Regions from separate parts of the Macaca mulatta genome. Here region 2 is linked to region 1. Evidence: chromatin contacts called from public Hi-C data. All regions are on one chromosome and are shown on one strand. Each heading gives the region's core, a stretch centred on a gene start, on an enhancer-like site or on the middle of the called end of the contact. The rest is flanking DNA. Distances are from core to core; before and after follow the strand shown. Region 1 holds the start of SNRPE (small nuclear ribonucleoprotein polypeptide E). Region 2 holds the start of SOX13 (SRY-box transcription factor 13).

What was found. A called contact is a pair of places that touch in the nucleus more often than the background predicts.
Region 2: a contact with region 1 is called in a Hi-C map of liver, with 2.2 times the contacts expected there. The contact joins the promoter of SOX13 here to the promoter of SNRPE in region 1.

What each region holds. Positions count from the first base shown.
Region 1 is chr1:61,597,014-61,601,164 of T2T-MMU8v2.0, forward strand. It overlaps SNRPE (small nuclear ribonucleoprotein polypeptide E), which reads left to right and starts at 1,842. Exons shown (of 5, transcript NM_001266775.1): 1 at 1,842-1,937; 2 at 2,422-2,448; 3 at 3,916-3,978. The coding sequence starts at 1,884.
Region 2 is chr1:61,816,396-61,820,210 of T2T-MMU8v2.0, forward strand. It overlaps SOX13 (SRY-box transcription factor 13), which reads left to right and starts at 1,861. Exons shown (of 13, transcript XM_078003844.1): 1 at 1,861-2,458.

The sequences.
Region 1 (4,151 bases), core at 592-3,091:
GTATTTTTAGTAGAGATGGGGTTTCACCATATTGGCCAGACTGGTCTCGAACTCCTGACCTTGTGATCCACCCACCTCAGCCTCCCAAAGTGCTGGGATTTACAGGCATGAGCCACTGTGCCCAGCCCCGGCTGAAATTTTTTAAAGGAAATAGTTATGCCAAGCATTTGCTAGCTTTGTGTAGTTTATTTATTCTTATTTATTTTTTTGAGACAGAGTCTCGCTCTGTCGCCAAGGCTGGAGTGCAGTGGCATGATCTCGGCTCACTGCAACCTCTGCCTCCCGGCGATTTGCAGACAGCGATTCTCCTGTCTCAGTCTCCCACAGTAGCTGGGATTACAGGCGTGTGCTACCATGCATGGCTAATTTTTGTATTTTTAGTAGAGACAAGGTTTCACCATGTTGCCCAGGCTGGTCTCGAACTCCCGACCTCAGATGACCCACCTGCCTCGGCCTCCCAAAATGCTGGGATTACATGCATGAGCCTGGCCACTTCGTGTAGTTTAAAAATCACTTTCAATTCAAACCCTTTCTGAGGTTGTCATTACTATTATCCCCACTAAACAGAAGCCCTCAGAAAAGCTAATTTTGATTCTGCCATTTGCCCTAATCCGTGTTCCCTTAAGGCAAGTCCTTTCAAAAGTCTAAACTTCAGTTTCCTCTTCTATAACATGTGTATGCCAATTAAACGAACTCTCTGCCAGGCCACAAGCCATGACACAATGGAAAGGTAGTTGGGCTTTGGGGTCAGGCACAACTACGAATTCCAGCTCCTCCACTTAGTAGCTGTGTTATCCAGGGAAGGGCATGTTCTGACACTGGCTGACGCCTAACTGTGTGCACACATAGACAATTCTTTCATTGAATCTTCAACCCCCTGAGTAAAGTTAATCTTTAATCTCCGTTTTGAAAACTAAGCCAAGACACGGTGAGGCTGAGTAATTTATCCTTTGTCACCCAACTCTAAAAGAGCTGGATTTGCGCCCGGCATGTAGATTTCAGCGTCTTCATGGTAGATCGCCACCCTCAGTTGCCACCTGAACAGTAAACTCGCTCCACGAAGTGGCTGAGCTGAATCCGTAACTGGAGCGAACCAGCCGTCTGGCTTTGGAATGCAGACCGCCCCTGGCCGACTGCCAGAGGCGGGAGGCCTGAAGTTTGGGCTTCTTGCCGCCCTACCCTGTCCACCACAACGCTGTTATCAAGCCTAAACTTTTAGGAAAGGCACGAAATTAACTCACTTTACACACAGAGATACACAGTGGGACGATTTTGGCTTTTTAAGCTAACTCAGAAAATGGAGATACGGGCTGGGCGCAGTGTCTCACGCCTGTAATCCCAGCACTTTGGGAGGCCGAGGCGGGCGAATCTTGAGGTCAGGAGATCGAGACCATACTGGCCAACATGGTGAAACCCCGTCTCTACCAACAATACAAAAAATTAGTAGGACGTGGTGGCACGCGCCTGTAGTCCCAGCTACTCGGGAGGCTGAGGCAGGAGAATCGCTTGAACCCGGGAGGCGGAGGTTGCAGTAAGCTGAGATCGCGCCACTGCACTCTAGCCTGGGCGAGAGAGCGAGACTTCGCCTCAAAAAAAAAAAAAAGAAAAGAAAAGAAATTGGAGACATGGCAACCGAAGGCACCTCCTCCCGCCTGCCTCCAGGTGGCGCTATAGGACCGGTCCACCTTCCACAGCGCAGACGCCTCAGTTTGGCCTCCCTCGGAGGCCATGCAGCGGAGAAACATGACTTCGTGGCTAGAGGGGCATTTCCTAGGAGACGCCCATGTCGCCGCGTAACCTTCACATACTTCCGCTTCCGGTTCTTTATTCCGGAAATTGCTCTCAGAGGCAGCGTGAGGTTGTGCTCTTTGTGAAATTTCACCATGGCGTACCGTGGCCAGGGCCAGAAAGTGCAGAAGGTTATGGTGCAGCCCATCGTATCCTACGCAGGATGTCAGGACTGGGAGGTTCGGGCCAGAATACGGGGTGCGAAGGCGCAGACTGAGAGCAGGCCTGGGGTAGCGGAGTACGAATCCACATCCCATGAGCCCCCGGGGCGACCAAGACTGGAAGAAAGCGCGGGTAGTTGAAGAACCGTGATGGTGGGGAGGTGGTCTTGGGTGGACCCCTGCCGTGGGGGAATGCAGGAATGGAGGCGGCGAAAGGAGGGAAGAGAACTTTAGGTGCGGAGTGAAAACGGGAGTTAAAGGTTTCGGGAAACTCCAGGGGAATGAAAGTAGAAGGGATGTTCTTTAATCTTTAGAAGACCCCTAATGAATGCCCAGCTGGGCACTTTTTGTTTGCGTAAGCACCAGACCTCGCGTTCAGTATACCAAGGTGAGACGGGAACAGGGTCGTCCAGTTGTTTCAGGAAGCAGTCTATGCTGCTTTTGTATTTTTTCCTTAGCCACTGTGGTGCAGAACCTCATCTTCAGATACTTACAAAATGTACGTAAGTTGCTTGTTTCATAACTATTTTTTAAATAAGAGATGAACTGATTTAGTTTTTTGTGTTAACCTGAGTGATCGCTGTGTTCTAGAATTTAAAAATAGATGTAACTGGAGATTGAAGGGTAATCGAGGGGAAGGAGTACTGAGAAAGCACTAATGTGGTGAAGTGGTGTGTATCCATGCCACTTCCCAACATGCAAAGAATTGTATTATTACTTTGCAAGATCAAAAATACTTTTTAATTCCAAAAAGTATTATCAGCAGACTTGAGCATGGTATTTGGGCATCAGTAGTTTTGTTAGTAGTGATTATGCCTAGAACGTTGGAACCTCTCCCCTTTAAGATGAAACACATTGGAAGAAAAAACCAACTTAAACCATGTCAAGAGGTGGTGTGTTTAATATCTGTTGGAAAACTTAAAGACGGAAAAAGAAAGAAGGGGTAGCTTCAGAGGAATTTGGTGGCAGCTGCTTTCCTTTGGGGGGAACTTTAGCAACTTAAATTTTATAGTGTGACAGCACAACTGAAAAACATTAATTTCAGGTGATAATAATTTTTAACCACCTGAATTGAGGGCTCCTGTCCTGGTTGTTAGGTGTGTGACATGAGAAAGCTTTGTTTTGGAACTGGATTTTGCTGCAAGATATAAGCCCTTGGTCATTAGAAATTGCTGCTTTGTGCTATGCTGTCAAAAACTTTCACTCTTAAATAGATTGAAACCAGAAGCAGTAAGAAATGTTGAGTCCCAAGATCACAGGAAAATTATTAGGTTATATAGTTCCAATATAGAACTTATTAAATGAAAATTCTCTTTGAGATTATTATTACTGGTGAATAATTCTTAGATATGGGCTAATTAGTTAAAACTCTTGACTTACATTCATTACAGTTTTTTTTAGGAGCCATATTTCTCTTGTCGTTTGACCAAAATGGTTAGGTTTTGTGTACTTCAATTTTGGGAGGGGGGCGGGGGAGGGGGCAAGATCTTGCTTAATGTTGCACAGGCTAATCTTGAACACCTGGCCACAAAGCGAATTATTCTGCTTTGGCATCCCAAAGTACTGGAATTACAGGTGTGAATCGAGGCAGCTGGCCTGTTTTTCTTTTTCTTTTTTTTCTTTTCTTTTCTTTTTTTTTTAAGACGGAGTCTCACTCTGTCCCCCAGGCTGGAGTGTAGTGGCTCGATCTCGGCTCACTGCAGTTTCCGCCTCCCGGGGTCAAGTGATTCCCCTGCTTCAGCCTCCTGATAACTGGTACTACAGGCGTGTGCTACCATGCCCAGCTAATTTTTTTTGTATTTTTAGTAGAGATGGGGCTTCACCATGTTAGCCAGGATGCTCTCTATCTCTTGACCTTGTGATTCACCTGCCTGGGCCTCCCCAAGTGCTGGGATTACAGGCATGAGTCGCTGCGCCTGGCCCCATTTTTCTTTTTTTAACGTTTCCACTTTTATGATTATTTCAGAGATCGCGGATTCAGGTGTGGCTCTATGAGCAAGTGAATATGCGGATAGAAGGCTGTATCATTGTGAGTATCCAGGCAATTTTATCTCATAGCAGTTTGGTCATAGAAAAAGATTTCTCAGAAAGTGGCTAGCCAGAACAGTGTATAAAAAGTGAAAGATCCAACCTAAGCAAAGTTTTTTGGGGGCCGCTATTTAGCCTTTTTTCATTGTTGATAGGTAAGGATTGGGTAATTTT
Region 2 (3,815 bases), core at 611-3,110, 220 kb after region 1:
AGTGGCTCCCTATTTCCTTCCATCAACAAGTATTGATCAATAAGTATTTATGCTCTTTCTCAATCCCTGGCTAGGCACACTGGAGAGATACATCCCTGCCCTTGCGGAGCTTACAGTCCAGCAGGGCAGACAGACAAATGAATGGTTACCATATTATCTACAAGTGGGGATTTTTCCAGAGCCCACAGATGGGGCACCTGGCCCAGATATGGCCATCAAGAAAGGCTTCAGGGAAAGTTGATGTCTAGGCTGAGACCTAAAAGATGAAAGGAGTTAGCCAGGCAAAGCAGTGGGCAAGGATGAGTCCTTAGAAGGCCTTGAGAGCCTTGCTGACCATCACCTTTAAACACACTGGCCACCCACACTGTGGGCATAGACTTCTTAGTAGGTCCATGATTGTCACTCTTTTAATCTGCCCTACACCCACAGGTCCTTCCAAGACCCATTTCAGATGCCACCTCCCCCAAGAAGACTCTGGTTCCAGTCCCCATACCCCAGTGTCTTTGGTGGCCCTGTGCCCATTTGCCTGCCCTATCTTAGCCCTCTCCACTTCACTGCAATGGTATATTCACCCATTCCTTTACAAAATCAGAATCCAGAAAGGGAAGGACACTGTCTCATTTGTCTTCGTGTCCCCAGCACTCAGGTAAGCCAGGCATATGTAGATGTTTTTTTTTTTTGGAGATGGAGTCTCACTCTGTCGCCCAGGCTGGAGTGCGGTGGTGCGTTCTCCACTCACTGCAACCTCCGCCTCCCAGGTTCAAGCAATTCTTCTGCCTCAGCCTCTCCAGTAGTTGGAGTTACAGGCATGCACCACCACACCCGGCTAATTTTTGTATTTTTAGTAGAGAGGGGGTTTCACCAGGCTGGTCTCGAACTCCTAACCTCAGGTGATACCCTGCCTTGGCCTCCCAAAGTGCTGGGATTAAAGGCATGAGCCACCGCGCCCGGTCACATGTGGACATTTGATAAATATGTTGAATGAACCGAAACCAACTCTGCATTCTCCCCCACCCTCCCATATAATGGGACAGGAGAAAATAAGAGATTTATATGAGAGGCTGCAAATGATAGGATTAGGGAGTGGTTGGAGATATCAGGAATCCATCTAGCTACAGGTGAGATCAGGTTTTTTGTTTGTTTGTTTGTTTGTTTGTTTTTTGAGCCGAGTCTCGCTCTGTCGCCCAGGCTGGAGTGCAATGGCGCGATCTTGGCTCACTGCAACCTCTGACTCCCGGGTTCAAGCGATTCTCCTGCCTTAGCCTTCCGAGTACGGGTGTTACAGGCGCGTGCCATCACGCCCGGCTAATTTTTTGTATTTTTAGTAGAGACGGGGTTTCACCATATTAGCCAGGATTGTCTCGATCTCCTGACCTAGTGATCCGCCCGCCTCGGCCTCCCAAATTGCTGGGATTACAGGCGTGAGCCACCGCGCCCGGCCGAGATCAGGTTCCCAGAGAAATGGGTTATTTAAAAACCCCGAGTTCAGGCTATCTGTCTGGAGGGGCTAGGAGGCTTGGAGTTGGACCAGTAACTTCTTAGGTCTAGCTTCAAGGAGTGAAGATTCTCTGTAGCGATCTGCATACCTGGGCAGTGGGAGCGGGCAGAATCCTTCTTTCTTCTCTTCTCTACACCCCCTCACTCCACCTCCACCCTCCACCGCCGCCCGGAAACCTTAAGCTTTCTCCTTTCCAACAGAGGTTTCCAGCTGTTGATGCCTGGATGGACCCGGCTGCAGGGGGGAGGAGGAAACTCTCTGTCCCTCCCTTCTTCTGCATGTCCCCACCCTCCCTCCCTCCCTCCTCCCCCCTCCCCCTGCGCGCTCTCAGTCTCCCTCCCTCTTTCTCCTCTAGGCTGTCCAGTAGCCTCGCAGCGGCGAGCAGCGAGCGCCCTGCTCCAGTCCCGGCTTGGAATTGAACTGTGTGAGCACCGGTCCTGGAACCCGGGTCCAGAACCGGCGAGCCCGGGTCTGAGCCCAGAGCTCAGCGGTCAGCCTCGTAGGCCCTGACTCGGAACCAAGCCGAGGCGCTGAGCGTGGAGCCGGAGAGCCGGAGAGCCGGAGAGCAGGGCGGGCCGGCCGGCTGCGCGTCGGACTAGTGGCGGAGCAGGACCGCGGAAGGCAGGGAGACGGCCGCAAACCCAGGGCAGAGGGCAGAGGGCAGAGAGCGGCCTGGCTCGGTGGAGAGGGCGCCGCCCGGCCGGAACCAAGCTCGCCGCCCGGGACGGCGGCCCCCCGTGGGGCGCGGACCCAGGGTGGCCGTGGGTCCGCAGCGACTCCCCGGCCGACGGCGGGGGGCGTGCCCCCTCCCAGCCCAGCCTCACCAACCCGGCCCGCCCGCGGCGTCGCGGGGGCATGTGAGCGGGAAGCGTAGGCTGCCAGCCGCGAGGACCGCACGGAGTTGGAGCAGGAGCGCGGAGCCGCGAGCCCCGAGCCCCGAGCCCCGCGCCTGGCTGAGTAGTAAGTGCACCCCTCCGCGCCATGATCGCGCCGTCGCGCCCATCTCCCCAGCCCGCTGAAGTTTGACACTTGCGCCCCTACGTTTCTGGGCACCCACCGGCTCTCTTCCCTGCGAGTTTCCACCCCGTGCAAAGTTTTTCGAGGAGGGACGGACCCTCACCTACCCCCAACAACCCTGGGCAGAGGCGGCTCCTCCCTGGCCGACTTGGGTCCTTGTGGAAAGGGGTGGCAGCCTGTAAGGCAGTGCGTGGCTGTGTGTGTGTGTGTGTTTGTGTGTGTGTGTGTGTGTGTGTGTGTGTGTGCGCGCGCGCGCGCGCGTTCACCACGCGGGTCGAGCTTAGGGTGCACCCTCAACCCGCTCCTCGCCGACCGCAGAGGACTAGGTCTTTCTCATTAGCCCGACTATGCGCCTAGTTCAAGGATTTCTCAGTGGGAAGCCGAGGCGACCTGCGCGCGTCCTGCGTGGGGCTCAGGTGCCTGCGACGAGGCGCAGAGCTCCTCCGCCATGGTTGCGTGGGGTGCTGGGGGACAGACGCGCGCCCCTTGCCGCGGTTTCAGGGTCGTTCCCCAGCGGACCAGACTGGCGCCGCATCCTGTTTGTTTTCTGCTCCGGCTGCTCCCGTCCCACCCCCACCCCCACCCCAGGCTGCTTTTTACTACCCACACCTCCCGCCCTGGGATATCGTAGGTGAGCCTTTTCATCCCGATTCCGCTGCAAACGCTGATCGCGCCTAGGGGTAGGGAGATGCGGAGCGGGTAGTCACTCAGTTCCCAGCGGCTCGCCATTGTTTTCCCACCCCGCGCGTTCCGTACGTAAACACACACGCACACACAAGGTTGTGTGTGTGCGCCTGCTCTGGCTGCTTCCAGTCCCCAGGCGCGCAGGGATCGCCCGCGGGATTCGCCCAGCTGCCCGCATGGGTCTTCAGGCTGGAGGCGCTCCAGGACTAACTGGAGCTGGAGAAGGCAAGAGACGTGGGGGTTGCCGGAGAGTACCGGGCGGGGCAGTGAGCCGGGCCTGGGCGGGAAGTGAATTTTGAACTTCAGCCCTGGACCTTTCCGGGAGGACCCCGAACGCTGGAGCGGCGGCTCCCGCCCTGGAGGGCCCGCGGCAGCTGCAAAGACTCCGCTGGCGCTCTTGGCAGCCGCCACGGTGACAGAGGCTTGGAGGAAGCCGAAGAGTTTTCCTGGGAAGTTTGCTTTGACTCTCTGGGAATTTCCGGGCAGGACGCCTCGGCGCTGGCGCTGGCGCTGGCGAAGGGGTCTGGCCAAAGACGGCCAGAGACGATGCTGCTGGCTCTTGACCACTAGGCTGTACTTGGCTCTCAGTAGTCCAAGTAGGTGGGTCCCTACTTCC